2 separate regions of the Sus scrofa genome follow, and region 2 is linked to region 1. A link is a contact called in public promoter capture Hi-C data. All regions are on one chromosome and are shown on one strand. The core of a region is the stretch at or near the end of the contact, and the rest is flanking DNA. Distances in the headings are between cores, read along the strand shown.

What was found. Promoter capture Hi-C pulls out the DNA fragments that hold promoters and counts their contacts.
Region 2: a promoter capture Hi-C map of liver shows a contact between it and region 1, with 5 times the contacts expected there. The contact joins the promoter of SARDH here to the promoter of SURF2 in region 1. A contact is called at or near these places in 2 of 5 promoter capture datasets (fetal skeletal muscle and liver) and 1 of 47 Hi-C or Micro-C datasets (liver).

What each region holds. Positions count from the first base shown.
Region 1 is chr1:272,968,754-272,972,111 of Sscrofa11.1, reverse strand. SURF2 (surfeit locus protein 2) reads right to left here and starts at 1,590. Exons shown (of 6, transcript XM_021071137.1): 1 at 1,445-1,590; 2 at 1,205-1,359; 3 at 275-378. The coding sequence starts at 1,522. It overlaps LOC110256505 (surfeit locus protein 1), which reads left to right and starts at 1,596. Exons shown (of 9, transcript XM_021071119.1): 1 at 1,596-1,685; 2 at 1,805-1,856; 3 at 2,712-2,845; 4 at 2,930-3,012. The coding sequence starts at 1,641.
Region 2 is chr1:273,292,967-273,296,228 of Sscrofa11.1, reverse strand. It overlaps SARDH (sarcosine dehydrogenase), which reads left to right and starts at 1,608. Exons shown (of 21, transcript NM_001253922.1): 1 at 1,608-1,679; 2 at 2,856-3,199. The coding sequence starts at 2,869.

The DNA of each region.
Region 1 (3,358 bases), core at 341-2,840:
CTCAGAGCCTTTAGCAGACCGCCTGTGTGAGGCAGGCCCACCCCACGTTGCTCTGCGCCATTCTCTTCACAGGGCTTTGCATGACCCGCGTTCCTCTGGAGTCGGCTTCTGGCTCGACCCCGTCTCTACTGTTGCCCACCTCTTCCCGGTGCTGCAACCCAGCCCGGTGCATCTACCACTACCACTGAAGGATGACCACGCTGCTGCTGCCGCCTTCTAGGGAGCTGGTCCGGGGGGGAGGCTGGCGGGCTGTGTCCCCCCTTCGGCTACTTACATTTCTGCAGCGCCCTCTGGTACCGTCGGCCCCGGGTGTGCCTCAGCACATGCTCTGGGGCCTTGTTGATGTGCCGCAGGGTGAGTTTGCAGAACAGCTGGTGCCTGAGGGGACATTTCACAAGCGAGGTTCCAGACCAGTGGCTGTCTACTGTGGCTGCTCTTAGAATCACCCCGGAGAGTCTGAGCGGGGGAGGTCTACCATGTGGCTTGGGCACTGGGAGTCTTTTTTTTTTGGCTGCACCCACGGCATGGCGAAATTCCTGACCTAGGGATTGCAGCCATGCCACAGCAGTGACAATGCCAGAGCCTTAACCGTGAGGCCACCAGGGAACTTTGGGACTCTTATAGAGCTTCCAAGCACTTGTACTCTGAACTGGGGGGGAACCCCTCCCCCAGACAGTGGCCTCTCAATAGGCGGAGCCAGCCTCTCCAGACTGCTCCAGCATGAGAGAGGTGCGCTGGTGATAGCCTGGGAAGGTGTGCGACAGTGGGAGCATCTGCCAGCGCCCTCTTCATTAAGACTAGTATTGTCCACCGGGTGCTCTCAGCTAAATCAAAGTTCTTTTCAACTAAAGATAAAATGCCAGCGTTCGAACCTCAGGTGACAAAGCACAAGCGCTCCAACCCTCTATGAAGCAAAGAGGCCCAGGAGACAAACCTCATCTTTACAAAAAAGCAAACATGCACGGGGACCGGGCCTCGCCTGAGGTCCCAGGTGACGCCCAGCTCCAGGATTCCCACCTGGATCTCGGGGGCCCTAACTCAAGGGAGGGTGGGCGCCGCGGAACTGGTGGCGTCTTAGAGGAGCGCCCACCTAGCGGGGAGGGGTCGGGGCTGCGGAGTCTACCCGGCCCTAGCCAGACTCAGCACTAGGAACTGTCCCACCCCGGGCCTCCCGGGCAGGGCCCGCCCCGCCTCCGGCTCGTACGGGTTCTTGGTGCTGGGCACGATGTGCGGCTCGAACTCGGCGTAGTCGAAGGCCGGGGAGGCACGCACCAGCCGCCGGTACTTCTTGCCGCGGGTGTAGACTTGGAGCTCGGGCAGGCGGCAAGGCAGCTCATGACCCGTCAGAGCGCACCTCACCTGCCGGCGGGAGAGCGGGGCGGTCAGGGAGGCCGGGCAGCCGGGGTCCCGGGGGCGGTCTGGGGGTCCCGATCCCGCCGCCCACCTTGAGGGCGCCGGGCTCCAGCCGCAGACTCGGGTGCTCGCGCAGGAAGGCGACCACTTCGGCCGGCGGCTCGCTCATGGTCCCACGCGCGCGGACCCGCAGCTGAGCGCCGCTGGACCACGTGGGCCGGGGGCGGGGCCGGGCGGGCCCCGGAAGCAGACGCCTCCGGGCGCCGGAAGCGCGCGCGCGCGGGGCGATGGCGGCGCGGTGGCTGGGGCTGCGTGCGGCGGGGCTGGCGCAGGTGCTCCGCGCCGCGGGCGCGGGGCGGGTGAGCGGGGCGGGGAGCCCGGGCGGGGGGCGGCCCGGCTGGGGGGCGCGCCCGGACTGGACGAGCTCAGCCGGCCCCTCGCGTCTCCGCAGGCCCCGGCCCGCGCCGTCGGGAGGAGCGTCCTTGGGGTCATCTCGCGCCCAGGTGAGGAGTCGTTTGGCACCTGGGAAAGCTGCCCTGCACTTTGCCAGGGGTCATGGGGTCACGATGAACCCTGGAACTGCCTCCTGCGCCTCGGGGACAGGCCCTGGCCACGCGCCGGCCCGTCCCATGCGGCAGTCCGACGCCCTCGGCGGAAGACGTGCGGTAGTTGCCCAGACACCTCCTCGGACTAATGCGGGGCCAGCCCAAGGCTGAAACCGTCCGGGATCCTGAAGAAAAGCACAACCAGTCGCGACGGTTTGCACGTTGCCTCCCGGGTACAGCAAAGGGCAATCGTGTGTGTGTGTGTGTGGAGTGCGGTGCACATTTAAAGGTCGCAAGCCTGCTCCAGACCAGCTTGTTTAGCGGCCCCAAACCCATGATGCTTTCCGTTGACGGCACTCGCCCGCTGAGTGTCTAAAGGCACTTTCTGTGTACCTTTTTCGAGGTTTAAATGCTGAGAGCTCTGTAAACCACTGTCCTGAGTGTTTCACGCTCTCTTCAGAGCACTGTGGCTGGTGGACCTGTGTGGTCGGCGTGATAGGATGCATCTTAGCGGGTTCTTGTGCGAAAGGCACGGGTTGGTTATGTGAATCGGTCAGGGTCATGGTTGGTGGCAGAGCCAGGACTGAATGCTAGATCTCCTCGTCAGTGAACGTCCGCTGAGTGGGGGTCAAGGCCCGGGTACTGGGTAGGGGCAGGGCTGGGCTGCTGGTTGGCTCCTGACTGCACACGGTGGCCTGTGCCCTCCTCCCGGCCCATGTTCTCTTTGGCAATAGTGGCAGTTTTGAGAACTCGGAGCCTCCACTTCTTTGTCCCAGGCCTCTAGCCCCATGCCCATGTTGTGACATCTCCTAGGGCTGGCCTGGAGGCCCAGCAGGAGTGGCAGCTCTTCAGCTGAAGCGACTGCCGCAAAAGCGCACGATGATGCCTTTCTCCAGTGGTTTCTACTCCTCATTCCTGGGACTGCCTTTGGCCTGGGGACATGGCAGGTAAAGCCTGACCTCTGGCTCTCCTGGCCCTGAGCCCTTGACCCTGCTGCCACCCGCTCGAGCTAATGCTCTGTGTCTGTGTAGGTCCAGCGTCGGAAGTGGAAGCTAAAGCTGATCGCCGAACTGGAGTCCAGGATTATGGCTGAGCCCATCCCGCTGCCCGCAGAGTGAGTGTATGTGGCTGCCCACCAGGGCTGCGCTGGCCGGAGGTCACATGCCTTCCTGACCCTGATGGGAGCTCTCACATCAGTGGGCCTGCTAGGCTTCCTGTTGTCACTCGACTGCCCTTGTGACACTGCCTGACATACACAGGAAAATTTTTGAACCTGGGATTCACCTTTTTTTCCATGCCCTGTGCAGCAAGGGTCCCTCGAGGATGGCCTCTATAGCAGTCATTCTTAGCCAGCGCTAGGGTACACGTATCTCTTGACAGGAGAAGTACTTTGAAAAAGTGCCCAGTGAGTCTACAGCCCTGTCCCCTCATTTTAATTTTTTTAATTTTTATTTTTTGTC
Region 2 (3,262 bases), core at 359-2,858, 320 kb before region 1:
CCAGGTGTGGGTGTGCTTATTCTTTCTAGATTTCCGCCTGGCATCTTCTGCCTGCGCACAGACCAGGTGCCCCAGACCCAGAAGCAGACAGCAGGCTTCTGGTCCAACTCCCCAGTAGCTTGCTGTGTGACCCGAGGCCAGCGGGCTCCCTTCTCTGGGCCCTGGGGCCCCCGACAGTCAAATGGAGGCAGGTGTCCCTGCCCTGGGAGGCTGGGAAGGTCAGAGGCTCACAGACGTCCCGCCAGGGTCACAAGGATCTGGGAGCTCAGGAGGGCAGGGTGCAGGGGTACAGACAGGTTAGGGGCAGTGAGAGCAACCCAGAGGCCCAGACCTGCCTCCCAGGGCAGCCAGAGCCCCTTCCCTGGACGGGTGTTGGGCAGGGGCGGAGTTGGGGTGGGGGCGCCCGTAGCCGAGGCTGGTCCATCCCACGGCCCTGGATCACCCCTGCAAGGAGCCTGGCCCTGGCACCACGCTGCTGCTTGCCCAGCACTTCCTGCCCACCTGCTGTGCTAAGTGCCTGTCTGGCCTGGGGAGCATGGCAGGCACTGTTCACCTGCAGTGACCCTGTAACCCCATTCTAGAGATGAAGAGGTGGGGTCACCTATCCTGTCACCAGGCTTAATAAGGTCTCAGGGTTTGCAGCCCTGCTCTGCTGCCCTCAGAAGGACCTGCTTGGGAGTTCCCGTCGTGGCGCAGTGGTTAACGAATCCGACTAGGAACCATGAGGTTGCGGGTTCGGTCCCTGCCCTTGCTCAGCGGGTTAACAATCCGGCGTTGCCGTGAGCTGTGGTGTAGGTTGCAGACGCGTCTCGGATCCCGCGTTGCTGTGGCTCTGGCGTAGGCCAGCGGCTACAGCTCCGATTCAACCCCTAGCCTGGGAACCTCCATATGCTGCGGGAGCGGCCCAAAGAAATAGCAAAAGGACAAAAAAAAAAAAAAAAAAAAAAAAAAAAGAAAGAAAAGAAGGACCTGCTTGGCTGCCTCCCTGGCCTGCCAGGCGGTAGGCGGGACAGGGGCTGGCAGCTCGGCCAGGGGCGGCGGGGGTAGGAGTGGGGGAGGGGAGGGTTCCTGCTGGGAAGGAAGGAGGAGACAGCGCTGGCAGGCTGCTTGGGCCCAGGAGTGCTGTTGCGGCTGCAGGTACACCCTTCGGAGCAGGGCCGGGACCTTCCCTGGGCTGGGGTTGGGACAGGCCAGGAGCTGGCGGGGACTTCTGCCTCGGGCTGGGTGGGCCCAACTTGTGAGGCCCTCTGTGGGAGGTGCCTTGGCCTGGGCACCTTCCACCCCCACCCCGTCCCCACCCTAAACAGCTCGAGGCCCCACCCCGTGCGTCTGACCCAAACCTTGGTAATGAGCGGCCAGCCTGCTGACTCGGGGGTGGGGGAGGGTGAAGGAGAGCAGGTTGATGTGGCAGCAGGTCTCCTGGCCTGACGGAGGGCACTGGGCAGCCCCCATGCCAGCCCCCATCCCCAGCTCAGGGCAGGGCGGGGGTGGGGGTGGAGGGCAGGGGGGCGGGGAATGCCGGGGCCAGCAGAGCAGTGGGAGGGAACCAGGAGGCTGGGCCAGGGGCGGGTTCCAGCCTTGGGCAGAGTCTCGCCTGCGCAAGCACATGAGCCCGACTTTCTGCCAGCAGAACAGCGCTCTCGGGGCTCTGGAAGACTGAGGCGCCCCAACGGCGAAAGGTGAGTGCAGGCGCGGGCCAGGGGTGCACAGGGGTGCTCAGGGCACCTCTGCCGTCGAAAGGCAGATGGGCTGTCAGAAGTGACACAGGGACTGGGCTGCCTGCCCCAGCCTCCAAGCCCCCGGCCCTGAAGCCTCTGAAATCACCTCTCCCTGCCCCCACCCCCTGGCAGGGGAGGGTCCCCACTGTGACCTGCAGGAGGGGCGGCACTCCCTGGGGAGGGTGGGAAAGGGTGTGGCAGTGGGTCCCTCCCCCAGACCAGGCCCCGTGACATCTGTGGACCGAGGGGTCAGAAGCGGGCAGGAGGGCCTGCTGCCTCGGCCACACGGTGGCCCTGTGACCTTGGTCACCTGGGGGCGCCTCCTTGGGCCTCAGTCTCCCCCCTCCGTGAAATGGGGACAATATAGCCACCTTGACTTCAGAGCAGAGGGAACCCGCCTGCCGTGTGGCACGGAAATGGAGGAGGACTTTCCTGGTTAATTGGCTGATTGATGCCAAGCTCGGCTGTGAACGCAGCTGCACCACCTGCATCAGTTCCCCCACTGCAGCCAAACCTTACTTTTCCTGCTGACCCCCCACATGGGCCCAGGAGCCTCTCCGAGGTGTCCTTCCCCTGTCCCAGTCTTCTTGTAATTGTGAGGTTTGGGTTGGGTAAGTCTGGAGGGCTTCCTGGAGGAGGAGGGATGCGCAGTGAGCCCTGCAGGCTGCTGGGAGGTCACTGAGGAGGAGGGAGGCTGGTTACCCATCCCCTGAGCCCCGACTTGGATTCTGAGATGGCCCGAGGGAGCCGGAGGCCCAGACCCCCTGCCTCTCTCACCTTCTGTCTTGGGTCCCAAAGGGCTCTGGGGCCAACGAGGCAGAGGTAACTTCTGTCTGGGAGTTTTCCCAGAGGGCGTGTTGGATACACCAGAAGGCTGGTTGTCCCCGCCTCAGAGCTCCCGCCACCTGCCCTGCGACCCCGCCCCTGCCGTGTACACACCCCGCCCCCTCCTGGTCCTCACTGTGGTCTCCAGGGTCCTGGCCAGAGTCTGGGGCGTGTGAGGCCCTCGGTGCCCATGGGCTGGACACGTGCTGTAGGAGGCAGGGGACAGAGGACAGCATGGGGGCACTGTGCCCTGGGCTCCTACTTGACAGAGCACCCACTGTGGCCCTCTGCGGCCGACTCTTTCCCCAGCAGGAGCCGAGTCCCCATGGCTTCTCTGAGCCGAGCCCTGCGTCTGGCCGCCACCTGTCCTCACCGGAACCCTGCCCAGGGCCTGGGGCCACGTCCCCGGACTGGCGGGACCGGCCCCACCACCGAGAAGAGCGTGCCGTACCAGCGGACCCTGAAAGAGGCTCAGCAGCCCTCAGCGGAGGCCCAGGGCCTGAGCCAGCCCCTGCCCCGCGCGGCCAGCGTGGTGGTCATCGGCGGGGGCAGCTTGGGCTGCCAGACCCTCTACCACCTGGCCAAGCTGGGCGTGAGCGGGGCGCTGCTGCTCGAGCGGGAGCGGCTGACCTCCGGCACCACCTGGCACACGGCAGGTAGGGGCCCAGGTGCAGGCGGGGGCAGAGGGTCTGGACTCGGGCAGGTGCCAGCTCTGGGCT